Regions from separate parts of the Canis lupus genome. Here region 2 is linked to region 1. A link is a contact called in public Hi-C data. All regions are on one chromosome and are shown on one strand. Each heading gives the region's core, a stretch centred on a gene start, on an enhancer-like site or on the middle of the called end of the contact. The rest is flanking DNA. Distances are from core to core; before and after follow the strand shown. Region 1 has its middle 12 kb from the start of FAM8A1. Region 2 holds the start of NHLRC1 (NHL repeat containing E3 ubiquitin protein ligase 1).

Region 1 (2,807 bases), core at 127-2,626:
GCCACATGCAAGGATAGTATGATCCTATAGCTGCTGATGGCCATTTTTGATGCCACATGAATGATTTTTTGCCTGAAACTGAGACCAACGTAGAGAAGGGTAGAACCAAGAGATGGAGAAACAGGGACACCTGGGTGGCTCAGTGATTGAACGTCTGCTTTTGGTTCAGAGCGTGATCCGGAGTTCTGGGATTGAGTCTCGCATCAGGCTCCCCGCAGGGAGCCTATTTCTCCCTCTGCCTATGCCTTTGCCTCTCTCTGTGTGTGTGTGTATCTCATGAATAAATAATTAAAATCTTTAAAAAAATGATGGAGAAACAAAATACTCTTGTGACATGTTTCTCTCTTGGATTCAGTAATGTCTGAAACCATCTCCTTGAAATTTTTTAGAGTTGCTGGAGCTAGTAAGTCCCTTTTCCCTTTGTTTCTGTTACAACCAGAAGAATCCTACTTTGGGTAGGGATTCCAAAGTTCTTCACATTGTTTTTTTGTCAGTGAACTAAATAGCTTACTAGTTTTCCATGAGAAGGAAAGTTGATCACTGTTTATAGCTTTCTGCAATTATTCACTTTCAACAAACTTCCTTAGAGCTGGGCCATAAAATATTTAAGTGGTTCTATCTGATGTTGCTCTTGAAAGTCTTTCTTCTCATTTATTTCAAAGCACTGCCCCCTAGTCACAGACCAGTGATGTTGATGTTTTTTCCTTGGTGGGTAGCCCTTGGTCACCTAGGCATTCTGCTCCTCATAATCCTGTAGTCTGGCTATAGTCATTTCAGGAGTACCGTGCACCAGTGGGTCTCAATTCTGGCTGCACACTATAATCTCTGAGGAGCCTTTAAAAACCACCCATGTCTGGGCCCCACCCCTAAAGATTCTAATATAACTGGTCTTTTTTTTTTTTTTCTTCCAGTTCTAAGATTGCTTTTTTATTACCTCCATGGTTTTGAAGCAGTTCATGACCAGCACAGTGCTTTGGGAACATTTTTGTTTTTAACAATAAATGAAAACATTTCTCTGACAAAAAGACATATGTTCCTTCAATAGGTAAGAAAAGCTTCCCGCCCCTCCCCACTTTGCCCTCCCCTCTGGCTGGAGCAGTCTCCACGGGGACCCAGACTACTACCCTAGAAACATTCAGCAAAGCGACCCTTAGCCTTCCTGACCCCCTTCCCCAGCAGTGGGGATGAGGGCAACATATTCCTCATGGGCCATTTGATCTTGAGGTTCTTCAAGGCTGATTCCAAGCTCTTCACATCCCAGATGCTCATGCTCATCCATTCCTGTGGTGCAGAACTGTGAGCACTCAGCCTTGCCCCCGCTGAGCCCGAGATCTGGCTCACGCTGTTCTTATGCACTGAGTCCAGGCCGGAGCCAGGAGCCACGCTGCCCTCTGAGCTCGCCTTCTTGTCCAGATTCTGGAAGCGCTTTCGGGCGGTCAGGCCACGCTGCGAGCTTTGCTTGGGCACGTCCAGCCGCCCACCAGAACTCAGTGTCCCTGTGGTGCTGTCATAGGTAAACAGCGCCGGAAAACAGTCGTGGCCTGCTGCCACCAGACTGTTTTCTGTGATGAAGGTCAGGGCCAGCAGTGGCAGCGTTTCAGAGGCCAGAGTGGCAACAGCTATTTTCTTGTCGGCATCGGCTAGGCACACGGTGCTGTCGTGGCTGACCCAGGCCACGCGGCTGCCACTGGCTGGAAAGAGGTGCCGTGCACCCAGCCACAGCTACTGCTAGACTCAAACATCAGCTCCCCAAAGGGCATCTTGGAGCCCCACGGGGTGGGTGCTGGCCGCTCCTCCACCTCCTTGATGTAGGCCGAGAAGATCCTGCACTTGAAGTCGCAGGAGCCCCTGCCAAGAGCACATTGTTGGGGTGCCAGTCCAGGCTGAGGACCGTGGAGCAAATGGGCTTCTTGATGCGCTTGCACACCCACCAGTCATTTTCCTGCTCAAAATAGCAGATGGAGATGACACGGGAGCCACTACCCACAGCAAACTTGTTCTCATGGGGGGCCCAGCGCACACAGCAGGCAGCCCGGTTGATCCGCAGGATGACTAGTGTGGGCTTCCATGTGCAGCCCTTCAGCGTCCATACGTAGGCATTGCGACCTGTATTCGATTACTCTCAGGGGCCCAGTCAATGCCTGTCCACCTGCCCATTGTGCTCCTTGAGCTCGTGGACCTTGACCCACTTGGCCCCGCTCTTCTCATAGATGTGCACCTGATGGTTGTTGGGACAGATGGCAATCTGGGTGCGGTCCTTGTTCCAGGCGTGGCAGCTGATGGGCTCCACCAGGAAGCTGTGGTAGGCCATGGCCGCTTAGCTCCTGGGGCGCCCCGGCCGCGGACTCTGGGCAGTCGACACCCCAAACCGGCTCTGGGCCCTGCGCGGTGCCGCAGCCACTTCCTCCTATAACTGGTCTTGATGAGGGTCTGGCCATCTGTGTTTTCTAAAAACTCCCAAGGCAATTCTATTGCTAGATTTAAAAGAAGACACACATTACATCTCTAGATTGGCCTAGCTGGTTCTAACTAAAAAATGTTGGTGATTCTTTTCTCCAGGGTTCCTCAAGCGACTAGGTAAATTTTCTTTACCTCCTCTAGCCAGAAGTTCATATCTGTACCCATCTTCCTCAACTTACAATGGGGTTAAGTCCCAAGAAACCCAGCAAAATGGTGAAAAAAACTAATACACATGATTTGCAGAACATCATATACAGCCTAGCCTACCTTTAACATGCTCAAAATTACACTACGGTTGGGCAAAATCATCTAGCACAAAGCCTATTTGATAATAACATGTTGAAGAT
Region 2 (2,801 bases), core at 274-2,773, 430 kb before region 1:
TGGGCTCTGCAGTCCAACTGCCTGGCTTCAAATCCCAGACCAGTCACTTCTGAGCCAGGTGACCCTCCGCAAAATACTTAGCCTCTGTGAACTCCATTGCAGAAAAGGGATGAGGATAAGAATAAGCCTCTATAGGATTGTCATGAGGTTTAAATAAGCTAATTTACGTAAACTACTTAAAAGAAGGCAGGCACAGATTAAGTCTGTAGCAATTATGATTAACAGCTTTCTTATTCCATACTCCTCTGGAAGACATTCCCAGGCACTGCTCCCCCATCTGACACTCATTCACCTAGTGGGTTTCTTGTATGGTCCCCTATCATTCTTTTTTTTTTTTTCTTTTTAAGATTTTATTTATTTATTAATGAGAGACACACAGAGAGAGGCAGAGACACAGGCAGAGGGAGAAGCAGGCTGCCCGCAGGGAACCTGATGCAGGCCTCGATCTCAGGACCCCAGGATCACGCCCTGAGGGGAGGGCAGACACTCAACCACTGAGCCACCCGGGTGCCCCAGGCGACTTCATTTCTACAAGCATTCACTCAACAGCTGCTTTACTACAGGGGTGATGGAAGAGGCAAAACAATTAGGGACACCTGCCTCATCCCCTGGATGTTGAACTTCTCCTGGGTCTGCGTTTCCCAGTGAGATCAAAGCGTCCTGGGCTGGGAGACCGCGCACATGCCTGGCCAGCCCCAGCCCCCGCCCTAGCCCCAGCCCCCAGCCCCAGCCTCCAGCCCCAGCCTCCAGCCCGAGTCCCAACCCCCAGCATCGCCCCAGCCCCCAGCACCGCCCCAGCCCCCAACCCCAGCCCGAGCCCCCAGCCCCAGTCCCAGCCCTCAGCACCCGCCCCAGCCCCCAGCCCCCGCCCCCAGCCCCCGCCCCAGCCCCCAGCCCCAGCCCCAGCACCCAGCCCCCGCCCCAGCCCCAGCACCCAGCCCCCGCCCCAGCACGCAGCCCCCGCCCCAGCCCCCAGCCCCCGCCCCAGCACCCAGCCCCCGCCCCAGCACCCAGCCCCAGCACCCAGCCCCCGCCCCAGCAGCCCCAGTCCCCGTCCCCCCCGCCCCCCCCCCAGCACCCAGCCCCCGCACCCAGCCCCAGCAGCAGCACGCAGCAGGGGACTGCAAAGCGTAGGCTACCCCAGGTGGAACACCGTGTTCTAGTTTTGCTTTGCCGTTTGCAGCCTGGGCGATCGGGGGCCACCGCTCGAGCCTGTTTCCCGTCGCGGAAAGCGGAGCCGCCCCGCCCCGCCCCCCGCCTGCCTGAAGGTCACGGGCCTGGGCCTGCGGCGCGCGGTGCGGCCCGCGAGCGTCCGCTCCCGCGCCCTCCGCAGTCAGCGCCCGCCCGCCCGCCGGGGGACCGCAGGCCGCGGCCGAGAGGCTGCGCGCTGCGCCCGCGACGTCAGGCCCCGCCCCGCCCCGCCCCGCCCCGTGACCGGCCCCGGCCCCGGCCCCGGCCCCGGCCCCGGCCCGGCCCCGGCCCCGGACCGAGCGGCGCCCGCGGGAGCGGCGGCGGCCGCGCGATGGGGGCCGAGGCGGCGGGGAGCGGGCGGGCGCTGCGGGAGCTGGTGCGCGAGGCCGAGGTCAGCCTGCTCGAGTGCAAGGTGTGCTTCGAGAGGTTCGGCCACCGCCAGCAGCGGCGCCCGCGCAACCTGCCCTGCGGCCACGTGGTGTGCCTGGCCTGCGTGGCGGCCCTGGCGCACCCGCGGACGCTGGCCCTGGAGTGCCCCTTCTGCCGCCGGGCCTGCCGCGGCTGCGACACCAGCGACTGCCTGCCGGTGCTTCACCTCCTGGAGCTCCTGGGCTCGGCGCTGCGCCCAGCCCCCGCCGCCCCCCGCGCCGCCCCCGCGCCGCCCCCTGCGCCCCGGGCGCCCTCGCCTGCCACCACGCGTTCGGAGGCTGGGGGACCCTGGTCAACCCCACGGGGCTGGCGCTGTGCCCCAAGACCGGGCGGGTCGTGGTGGTGCACGACGGCAGGAGGCGGGTCAAGATCTTTGACTCCGGGGGAGGATGCGCCCATCAGTTTGGAGAGAAGGGGGAGGCTGCCCAGGACATTAGGTACCCCCTGGACGTCGCCGTCACCAACGACTGCCACGTGGTTGTCACCGACGCCGGCGACCGCTCCATCAAAGTGTTTGATTTCTTTGGCCAGATCAAGCTCGTCATTGGAGACCAGTTTTCCTTACCTTGGGGCGTGGAGACCACCCCTCAGAATGGGGTCGTGGTAACTGACGCCGAGGCAGGGTCGCTGCACCTGCTGGAAGTCGACTTTGCAGAAGGAGCCCTCCAGAGGACTGAAAAGCTGCAAGGTCATCTGTGCAGCCCGCGAGGGGTGGCCGTGTCCTGGCTCACTGGGGCCATTGCGGTCCTGGAGCACCCTCCGGGGCTGGGGGCTGGGGCGGGCAGCACCGCCGTGAAGGTGTTCAGCCCAACTATGCAGCTGATCGGCCAGGTGGATACCTTTGGGCTCAGCCTCTTTTTCCCCTCTAGAATAACTGCCTCCGCCGTGACCTTTGATCACCAGGGGAATGTGATTGTTGCAGATACTTCTAGTCAGGCCGTCCTATGCTTGGGACAGCCTGAGGAATTTCCAGTCCTGAAGCCCATCATCACCCATGGTCTTTCCCATCCTGTGGCACTGACCTTCACCAAGGAGAATTCTCTTCTTGTGCTGGACAGTGCAGCCCATTCCGTAAAAGTCTACAAGGCTGACTGGGGGTAATGGGGTGTGGTGGGGGTCCTGGAACTGCCACTAATCCAGTTTAACCCTGGATGAATTAATCCCATCTCTCGAACGGGGAT

Evidence for each region. A called contact is a pair of places that touch in the nucleus more often than the background predicts.
Region 2: a contact with region 1 is called in a Hi-C map of blood, with 4 times the contacts expected there. The contact joins the promoter of NHLRC1 here to the enhancer-like site in region 1. A contact is called at or near these places in 3 of 9 Hi-C or Micro-C datasets (amygdala, blood and skin fibroblasts).

The regions. Positions count from the first base shown.
Region 1 is chr35:17,799,325-17,802,131 of UU_Cfam_GSD_1.0, reverse strand. It overlaps the pseudogene LOC610470. Among named protein-coding and RNA genes, the nearest start is that of FAM8A1, 12 kb to the left of the region's middle. Within about 2 kb of position 1,376, at least 5 of the 20 cell types and tissues checked have an H3K27ac peak or open chromatin away from gene starts, as enhancers often do.
Region 2 is chr35:18,228,763-18,231,563 of UU_Cfam_GSD_1.0, reverse strand. NHLRC1 (NHL repeat containing E3 ubiquitin protein ligase 1) reads left to right here and starts at 1,523. Exons shown (of 2, transcript NM_001006649.1): 1 at 1,523-1,844; 2 at 1,847-2,721. The coding sequence starts at 1,523. The coding sequence ends at 2,721.